3 separate regions of the Mus musculus genome follow, and all the other regions are linked to region 2. Evidence: chromatin contacts called from public HiChIP or PLAC-seq data. All regions are on one chromosome and are shown on one strand. The core of a region is the stretch at or near the end of the contact, and the rest is flanking DNA. Distances in the headings are between cores, read along the strand shown. Region 1 overlaps Gm31569 (a long non-coding RNA gene). Region 2 holds the start of Myt1l (myelin transcription factor 1-like). Region 3 has its middle 21 kb from the start of Gm31333.

Region 1 (3,163 bases), core at 101-2,600, 270 kb before region 2:
CCAGTGGGCTCAGGGTAAGAGGTTCTAGGGAAGGGGAGCAGGAGACTCTGGATGGTCATACATTGATCATGAGGGGTCAGGGGTTCATACAGAAGGGCAGTCAGGGATGTGAAAGACATCTAAGGGCAGAGAGCCTGGAAACACGTTTACTGTGACGATGGCTGTCACTATGGCAACCACCACATGTGTTTTCAGCTGCAGGATAACAAGTCTACTCTAAAGACCCTTTGAGGTAGTTTATTGCCCTTTCCCTTTGAGACCTGGAAGATGGAGTGGCTCATTGGATGTCAGCATGTCCAGCTAGAAATCAGGCCCTCTGTCCTAAAATTGCTCATGTTCTTTACCCTGGCATGTACTGGCCATATGGGAAGCACACAGGGCTTTCCAGACAGAAAGCACCAGAAGGACTCATTAAGGTCTGAACAGGGCTGGGGTTTGCCTCGGGAGGGGTGATGGGGTGAAGCATTGCCCCAGGGCTAGAACCCAGCCTCAAAGCAATGGAGGGAGGAGGCTGAAGCTGCAGTAGTTTTATCGAAGGAAGTGCAGATGCCTCCCAGCAGAAACACTAGCTGGGTCGGCATCCTGGAGGGTACAGGAGACTGAGGCTGAGAGGGGCTGTGCAAGGCACACAGAGTAGAGTACAGAGTCTGTGGTCTAGTTGCTGTTTCCCTGGGCCGTGTGTCACTGTGAGATTCGAATTCTTTATCATCTGTCAGAAATCTATGAGGATTAAAACCAGCATCCAAGACTCAGCCATTGTTCAGGAGAAAATGGCTGAATGGGACTGCATAATGTGGAGTCCAGCAGTGCGGGCACTAGGAAGGGAAGTAGACTGGCTGACAGCTACTGCAGATGCAGGCATCCCGAGACAACAGCAGAGTCTCTATGGACTGTGTGGATAGGTCTATGGCCAAAGGTCAGAGTACAGACTTCCCACTAACTTCAGGACCTTAAGGTCACCTTAGTGTGAGGTGCAGAAACAAAGCATGAAGAGTCAGAGGCGAGCTGCAATGGGGCATCTGTGAAGCAGGGCTTGATTTAGTTGGCAGGTCAGAGGCACAGACTAGCACATATACCTGCAAGATTCCTTAACCCTCTCTCCAGGTCTCCGAATGTTAATTTCTTGTATGCACAGCGTATCACGCAGCTCTTCAAACCACACCTCTCTTCGCCGCTAACTCCAAATGTGTTTCGCATTTCCCCTCCAGACTCATCGATCCTTTCTTCCAAAAAAAAAAAAAAAAAAAAAAAAAAAAAAAAAATTGCCCGAACCAGTGTTAGGAGCTGCCTCCCACAAAGTGTTAAACAGCAGCAGAGGGCTGGCAGCCTTCCAAAGCACTGAGGCTGCAGGCAGGCGGGCAGGCTGGCTGGCCCCACCAGGGGAGGCATTTGCAACCCTGGTCGATGGAGGCACAGAGGAAAAGGTTGGCCTTTCTGGAGAGGTTTCTCCCATGCACAGGCTGCCGGCTTCAGATCCATTTTCTCATAAACCCCAGACTCGGCCGTGAGAGGCTATAATCTGAGGGTTTAAAAATGCCAAATCCAATCTTGGGGGATGGAGAGCACAAGATGAACTGCTCCCAGGCCTGGCTGTTGGGAGGAGCACAGGACTTCCCTTATCTGTTAGCTGTTAGCCCAGCACCAGCAGTCTCAGGCAAGGGCTTCAGGTTTATCACCTTGCCACCTGGAGGACACAAAAGTCAGGGCCCCTGGTGGGCAGTTGCTGCTCTGTGGGTCAGTTGCCACCTCTGTCAAGGGCAGATAAGAGCCAGCCCCACTCCACTTGGAGTTGTGTGGAAGGCAGATGTGATTTACATGGTGTGTGCATTTTATAAATGGAAGCAATCTGAGCAATCAAGGTAATATAAATACTGCCTATTTGGGGTGTAATGTCTCCTCTTGTAATGGGACTGCTTCAGTGTATTTGTTTTTCTTTGAAACCCGTTCTCTCGGTGAACACATTTTTTTCGTAGCTTCGTTCTTCCTTTCATTTAAGTCTAAAGTGCCGTAGTGTGGCTACTTTTGAAGAGCGCTCTCAATGAGCAGGGAGTGGATGCTCTTTGGAGTTCCTGGGCTTGAGCTGAGGCACAGACATTAGCATGAGGGGCCAGAGGGTCCTCAAGTCCCACTTCTGACTCTTGAGCCTCACACAGCACAGCCAACGTGATTTGAGCTTGTTTTCTTGAACAGCATCCAGAGATCTCTGCAGCAACCATTTTGTATAGCAGTAGAGACCTCTGACTATTCCCCAGCTCTGGCCATGTTTGGCTTTGCTGCTAAGCCTTTATCAGATCTCAGAGGCATACTTACAAGTCACTTAGTAGGGAGAAAGCAAAACCCTTTCATGTGTTTATGTGTTTATTTTTCGCATTAAGTACACACAATCAGGTTGACATTTTGAAAATGCAGGACATGGTTTTGGAAACAAAGCACAACATAATGTGTCATCTCATTCCAGAGAGATGAAGGTTACGGTAGGCCTTTGTTCCGATGACTTCTGTCTTCATGTATGGTGTTATTTATTCTTTTATCTGTATAGAGTGGAGGCCAAACACTTGAGAAAACAGCTTAAACAAAGAAGCACTCATTGTATATCATACTTTCAGAAGGTCCAACCCATAAGTGCTTGGCTTTACCCCCTTGAGCCGAGCGTCATTGTTGGTAAAAGCATGCAGTAGAGGGGCCCCTGTACCACAGGGCAGACAGGAACCATAGACACAGAGGTGGAGAGGAGGAACTGGTTCAAAGGCACACCTATTCTTCAGCCTGCTTCCTCCAGTTAGATCCTACACCCTAAAGTTTGCAGGACCCCACAAATAGCACCACCAGGTGGCTCCCAGGGTTCAACACATGAATCTATGAGAGACTTTCATCTCCTACTGTAGCATGTCCCTAGTCCCCAAAGCTTCCTGACCACTCCCATAGTGCCAGATGCATTTAGTCTGCTCCCATGAGTCCAAATGGGACTTTTAATTGGCTTTTTTTTAAATCTTTTAATTCTTTGGTTTTTGGCCATTTTACTGGTTATATTTATGAACCATGGTTATATTTATTATATTTACTTCTTTTGCCTTCTATTATTTTCCTTTGAACCTCTTATTCCCAAATCCAGCCCCTAGTTGCCGTACCTAGAAGAAAATGACACCACCCTTGCTTGGTCCCC
Region 2 (3,201 bases), core at 398-2,897:
GAATGGATAGGAAATGCACAGTATAAATGAGTTTTTAAAAAAATCAAGCTGTTTTTGTTTTGTGTATGGAGGTTTTTGTTGTTGTTTTGTTTTGTGTTCTTTGAGGAAGAGAGATGAAATGATTTAATGTCCCAATGTCTTAAAAAAGAAAACCTGAAATTTTTGATATAGATATTTAAAAATATGGTTTATAAAAAAGGGATTTTCAAGTTACACCTGGGAATTTTTGAAAAGAAATGAGATTTATTTGCAATAAACTTTGTCCAACTGCAGCATTCAGTGGCTTCTATTTTCCCATGTTCAGACTGTATGCTGCATGAGATCCGGAGAATGGAGACAGTCTGGTAGAAAAGCTTCAAGCAGGAGCAGGCTTCACCTGGGCTGCTTCTAGCTTTGGGCTGTGAGCCAAAGAGGCAAGCATTAGATGACCCCCTCCCCCCAGCTCTGTGGCTAAGGCTTGGGCTAGAAATCCCTGTTTTTGTCAACCTCCACATCACATCCAAGACTTAACCATCACTTTCCTCAGAAGAAAGACAACTAAGTTCAGTTTTAAAATAACAGCGTTGTCAGGCGGGCTGTCTGCATGTGAGCAGTGGAAAATTAGAATCGAGCAATCCGTCCCCCCACAACCCCCGTGGCACACACATGTGAAGCACACGCGCGCTCGCGCGCGCGCGCGTGCACACACACACACACACACGCGAGTAGCAGTCGGTTAAGAGGAAAGGGTGATACCTTTTTAAAAACCGAAAGGCAGTAAGCCATTATTAGCAAGAGCTATATTGAGCGTGCTTGTCAGACAGGCAACAAAGCCGAGCTCCAGTTCCGCCCAGACATGTGCCTTGCCATTTTCATTTTAATCAGCCTGCTCAGGATGGCTGCTGATTCATTTTGCAGGATGTCCCCCTGGGAGCCAAGGTGGAAGCCTCCGGCGGCGGGTGAGCTGCTCTTGCATCTAGGCAGGATGCAGCAGGGCACACAGAGGGGAGAGTGAGGAGGAGGCTAGCGGGAGGGGAGCTCACCCACAGGCTCACTCCACAGTTCAATATGGCTAGTTAGCCGGTCCTTCATGAAACCGTATCTGCTACTGCAGAAAATATAATGAAAGAAAGAGAAAAGAAAAGAAAAAACTGTCAAATTGTAGGATCGTCATTTCATTATCTAGCAACTACGCCCCCCCCCAACCCCACCCCTGGACATTAAGTGGCTTGGACTGCTGGTTATTCTCATGGTCAGCGTATACATAGATGCACACACACACACACACACACACACACACACACACACACACACACACACACACACACACACACACATACACATACATACCTGGTAACTAGCTGGGGTGGTATACCTGATTTAGCTGCAGACTTTGATTTGTAGGACTGACAACCTTATTATGCAGTGAGCTTATTATTGATATTATTCTGCTCTCGGTTGCCATGGCCACCTTGTGAGAGACATTCAATTTTCTCTCTTCCATCATCATTATCTATGAGGCCATCTGTTGTGGAAAATGAATTCAGCCTCATTTGCATGACTGATAAGCAATTTTTTTTTTATCTATTTAACAGAAGGTCATATGCCGGGGATTTGGAGCTCGTGAAAAAAAAAAGTGGAAAAAAAAAAAAGCCTAGGAGAGGATGAGTGGAGCTGCGTGCATTAGGGGCTGGCTGTGGAGGTAAAGCAGATCTCTTAGGCCCGCTAGCCTCTCCTGCTGCATGTGTCATTCCTGCCCGCGCGACATTTTCCCCCTAAGCTACTGCACACAAAACAGAGCGAGAAAGCTTCTCCCTGCAGTCTTCTTGGAGGCCTCCTGGTTTCTCACCCATTGTTGGTGGGTGTATTTCAATTTTTTGATTCCCTGGACTGTGGGTTATGAAATCAATGCTGCTGAAGACAAAAGCAACCTTCCCTGCCTCTCGGTGCTATGCGTGGTCCTCCTCGGCCTCCCACTTGTGGGGGAAAGGGTTTTCTCTTTCTTTCTGTGTGTTTTGAGCCAGCACAGTTACCAAAATTGAACTTGCCGTCACTTGTGAGCGGTGTGGTCATGGTGTGAGGTACGTGATGCTCGTTAGGTTAATTCTTTGGACTCAGGGGTCAGGATCTGTTTTTGCTGTAGCTCATGGCTTCTGCTGCAGACCTATTGTTCGTTCCTTTTTAAAGTTATTTTTATAGCGTGGCTGGTGGCTGAGAGGTTCCTGAGGTACAGGTCTTCAGTCCTCAGAAGCTGGTCTTTAGAGCAAAAATGGGTAATAGATTGCATGCCTGAACAATGATTTTTGTTTATAAAAAGAAATAAAAAAAAATGAGAAAACCGAAAAACTTACTGCATGTCTGGAGGTCGGTGATTTGGGCTGAAGTAACTTCCTGAGAGTGGCTAACTTCACTTTACAAACAAGGAGGGATTTTAAGCAAGGGCTGTGGGAATGTTAGCTACTCCTGAGGCACTGTTGTCTTGGTCTAATTATAGAAAGAAAGTTTGTTGATGTTTATAAAACTGATAAACTCAAATAAAGATTTTAAACAATAACCTCAATGTTTGAAGTTCATAAAAACAAAACAGCACCTAAGTTCTAGCAGAATATGGTTTTTTAAAAATCACCTCATAAGCAAAAAGTTGAGTCTTCACACTCTACTTTCCAGGTAGATCTGAATAAATAATAAATAATATAAATATTCACCTGAGTGTGAAATATACAAAATATACAGTAGAGTTTGACCAGAGCGTTAATTTAATCACGACAAATTTCTTATATCTTGAAACTATATATGCTATCAATCATGATGTTGTTAATTTAATTGGGATAAAGTGATTTGTTTAACAACTCTTTTGTTCAAGTGTTTATACTTTTTGCTAACACCACAAACAAAAGCTCCCATAACACTTTCACAAGCATGAGAGAGTCTTTCTAATTGTTTAACTTTATAAAAGAGATGCAGCTTTTGAAGTGAGAAAGTCAGGTATATTTTACATGTAGATAGACATGTTTACTCTAAAAATGGAAGTATTTTATTCAAAATTCCTTTTGAAAACAATATTATAAGATTAACTTTTAGTCTACCCCAAACTATGAACCCAAAGTACTAATGGTGCATTTTAAATACAAGTGTGCAGCATGCATCCGCCTCAAAGAACTTTATTGTCTTTCCTTCCTCAATTGACCCAAAGGAGCATAAATGATTGAATTGCTTCAGTGT
Region 3 (3,093 bases), core at 464-2,963, 410 kb before region 2:
CAATTGCCCCTGTGCCCACAGCTTCAGCCCAATATGGCTTGGAAATATTGGGTGGAAAGTCCCATGTTTTAGATACTGTAAGGCAGTATACTTTTATAATTATCCTATTCCATTTCACATGAGGGACATGAATAATGACAGAATTCAGTAGTTATGGAGGGCTCCAGAACCAATCCTCCTAACCAATAGCTCTAGCCTCCATCCCTCAATACTAGCAAAATTAATCCTGTGGATCCTGGGGTGTGACTGTGCATGCAGAGTTTAGTGTTAGCCTTCATGCCAGCATCCACTGGGGTTTTGGAGTGTGTCTTCCATAGATGGACAGGACTTCATTTTCCCATTACAAGTCTAGCCTAACAGAGGCCTTCTAGAATCCCTATCACTGCCTCAGGAAAAACATTTGGGGGCTCCGAGTAACCAATAGCTGATCTCTAAGGGCTCTGGATTTCAGGAATTTAAATCAAGGCAACTGCAGGGTTCTAAGGGAGCCTGCCTCTTCTTCTAGGTCTAGAATACCATGGATGAGACAATGTGGCTCTGTCTCTACTCTGTGTCTTCCGGGATGTCTGAATGTCTATCCTCACACCATCCTCTCTTCCTAGCATGATGTCTTTACTCTAAACACACAGATACTGTGGATTAGGACTCATCACAATCACATCTCAGCTGATGACTTTTGCAATGTCCAAATGGACACTGGCAGGGAGGACAACAGCATGTACTTTTGGACATGTTTATATTAATGTCTACCCTAATCCCCACTCCCACCCTCCACCCCTGTCCAGGGAGGATAGGGGCAGACTGAGTGAGAATCCCTCTATGCCCCATAGATATGTAGCCTGAGAGAGGTATCTGGCAGCCAAGACTCACTTGGGGTGTTCCTGAGTTTGGAGAGTCCTAGGGAACTGGGGATGGGGAATAGGAAGGGAGAGAGAGGAGAGAAAGAAGACTGAGATCCCATGGTTCCATATTTAGAAATAATTCTGATGATATTTCCATGAGTCATAGTTAAGGTGGAACCAGCCAGTTAGATGTCCTCATAGAATGAATGACCTGATTGTGAACTGGTCCTAAAATGAGGTGGGGTCTTCAGTCTCTGTGGTCCAGTCCCAGATGAACTTGGAATCAAAGAAGCCCTTGAGAAATTCAGTTCTCAGGCTGTCAGGCACATACCCTGATACTCATACAATCAAGCCCACAAGTGAAAAATTTCAAAGTGTAACTAGGAAGTAGAGTCTGGGCTTCTCGATTGAGATGGAGACCTGTCTACTCTGATTAATGACTTCCCCCTTTAAAAGTCTCTTTGTCCAGGTGATGGAGTCTGAGAGGTCCTCGCGCATATCCAGTCTTACTTCTATTAAAGCCTGGGTTCATTAAAATGAAGGGCCCCTGCACTGCATAGCAACAAGAGCTGTTAGCAGTGAATTTGGCTGGAATTGACAGGAGCCCTGGGGGAGGGAGGCTTACTGATGGAGAGGGAGGGTACCCAGGTCCACAGCGGCATCAGTACTGGCATCAACACTGACTTCGTAATTTTGTTCAGAGAGGTCCCTGAATATCTCCAAATCCCCTTCAAAACAACAAAGGGTAATGTCTGGGTCTGTGGATTACAGAAATCCTGAAATAATTAGCTCACTTAGCAGGGCTTGTCCAAGCACCTGCTGCTGTATGCAGGCCTTGTGGAGGAGGGGTGGCTCAGGGGACAGGAGAGACCCACAGCAATTTCAAGCTCCTTGTAGTGACATACAGGCAGCTGGTCAGGCTTCTATGCTGACACACTGGGGACTGAAGGGAGTCCCGAGAGAGGAATGGGGCCATTGCCTCACAGTGAGGAGTGAAGGGGGAAGACGGGCATCAGAATTGCCCAGAACTTGCTCCCTACATGAAGCTAGATTACACGGGAACACAATATCTTTCCAGGAGCAAGGGTGCCCAGGGCATTGGTGGAGATCCTGTATGCACACCCTTGGCTCTTCTCTCGGGCTAGCAGCATAGAAGGTTTTGACACTGCTGGGTTGAGACTCCTATTGGTGCCTGTCCTGAAAGTGAAGTTTCCAGTCTTCATGCACACTGGCCACCAGCCTCCTAGACAATGAACATGGGTGTTTTAAGGATTGAGTATTCTAGGAACATCTGAAGCATTTCAAGAGCAGTCCAGCAACGCAGGAACACTCATCTGGAGCCTGAGCCCACATGTACTGACCTGTGTAAGACACTGGAGGTCTCCTCACTTCTGAAGGAAGGTGGCCTGCACCCCAGTCCTCCTTAGCACTTGCAGGTCTTGGCTCTATCTGCCCTTTAGGATGCTTTTTAATTTTTATGTGTTTATGTTTTTATTAGTGTACATTAAGTGTATCATGGATGTCACTATATTTTCATACATGTATATACTTTGATCACATCTCCTGCTGTCCCTTCCTCTTGCCTCCTTCCCAGTCTTTCAGATCTCCTCCCTATTCTGAGCTATTCTCCATCCTACTTATCCCACTGTGCGTGTGTACCTGTTTGTGTGTGCATGTATGCTCACACATGTATGTGTATCAGAATGTATGTATGTGTAGCAAGAGTTACAGAAGCCTGAGCGCCAATCTGTAGCTCGAAGACACCAAAGGAAATGTCTTTCTGTCTCCGGCAGCCATCAATTGTTAAGGATGCTCTAAACCACCACCAACAGCAGCCTTTCTGTTCACCCCTAGAGCACTGTGGTTAGGGAGACAAGCAATCAATGAATACAAGGTCTTTGGGGGCATGGCTCTCTGAAGACCAGAGCAGATTGAGGGATGGGGGGAAAGAGAAGGAGAAGGGGAGGGGGCAAGAGGGTCAAAGATGGCGGCAAGTAGAGAGGGAGAAGGAAGGGAGAGAATTAGAAAGCAGCAGCTCTGGGGTGGGGTGCAGACAGCTCTGAGACACCCTTCAGGTCTGCAGGCTCCTCGGCGGCCAGTGGTGAGGGGTGGAGGAAGCAGAGGGAGACCACATCTGTTCTTGCCAAGAGCTTTGCCCTTGTAGTGTTGCCTGTAGCACTGGGCCTAGGCCTGGTGACCTGGGGATCATGGCGGGCCCAGGTATTCATGGTTGTAGCTGCAGGTGTGAAGA

Evidence for each region. HiChIP or PLAC-seq counts read pairs in DNA pulled down with a chosen protein or histone mark.
Region 1: an H3K4me3 HiChIP or PLAC-seq map of forebrain shows a contact between it and region 2, with 4 times the contacts expected there. The contact joins the enhancer-like site here to the promoter of Myt1l in region 2. A contact is called at or near these places in 2 of 39 promoter capture datasets (embryonic stem cells and liver), 2 of 484 Hi-C or Micro-C datasets (the N1E-115 cell line and forebrain), 11 of 115 datasets of contacts at active chromatin or transcription factors (SST interneurons, VIP interneurons, astrocytes and 8 more) and 2 of 9 other capture datasets (adipose tissue and liver).
Region 3: an H3K27ac HiChIP or PLAC-seq map of VIP interneurons shows a contact between it and region 2, with 4 times the contacts expected there. The contact joins the enhancer-like site here to the promoter of Myt1l in region 2. A contact is called at or near these places in 5 of 39 promoter capture datasets (the 3T3-L1 cell line, the C10 cell line, frontonasal cranial neural crest and 2 more), 9 of 484 Hi-C or Micro-C datasets (the N1E-115 cell line, brain, cerebellar granule neurons and 3 more), 7 of 115 datasets of contacts at active chromatin or transcription factors (SST interneurons, VIP interneurons, embryonic forebrain and 4 more) and 2 of 9 other capture datasets (liver and pancreatic islet).

Annotation. Positions count from the first base shown.
Region 1 is chr12:29,257,036-29,260,198 of GRCm38.p6, forward strand. All of the region lies in intron 1 of Gm31569 (a long non-coding RNA gene), which reads left to right. Among named protein-coding and RNA genes, the nearest start is that of Gm31569, 53 kb to the left of the region's middle. Within about 2 kb of position 1,351, at least 79 of the 459 cell types and tissues checked have an H3K27ac peak or open chromatin away from gene starts, as enhancers often do. A contact at or near this core is called in the N1E-115 cell line, SST interneurons, VIP interneurons and 3 more, where this site is marked.
Region 2 is chr12:29,526,737-29,529,937 of GRCm38.p6, forward strand. It overlaps Myt1l (myelin transcription factor 1-like), which reads left to right and starts at 1,648. Exons shown (of 25, transcript NM_001093775.1): 1 at 1,648-2,060. It overlaps Gm20208 (a long non-coding RNA gene), which reads right to left. Exons shown (of 4, transcript XR_381405.4): 2 at 1,330-1,504; 3 at 736-1,087; 4 at 222-398.
Region 3 is chr12:29,119,773-29,122,865 of GRCm38.p6, forward strand. No RefSeq gene overlaps it. Among named protein-coding and RNA genes, the nearest start is that of Gm31333, 21 kb to the right of the region's middle. Within about 2 kb of position 1,714, at least 12 of the 459 cell types and tissues checked have an H3K27ac peak or open chromatin away from gene starts, as enhancers often do. A contact at or near this core is called in VIP interneurons, where this site is marked.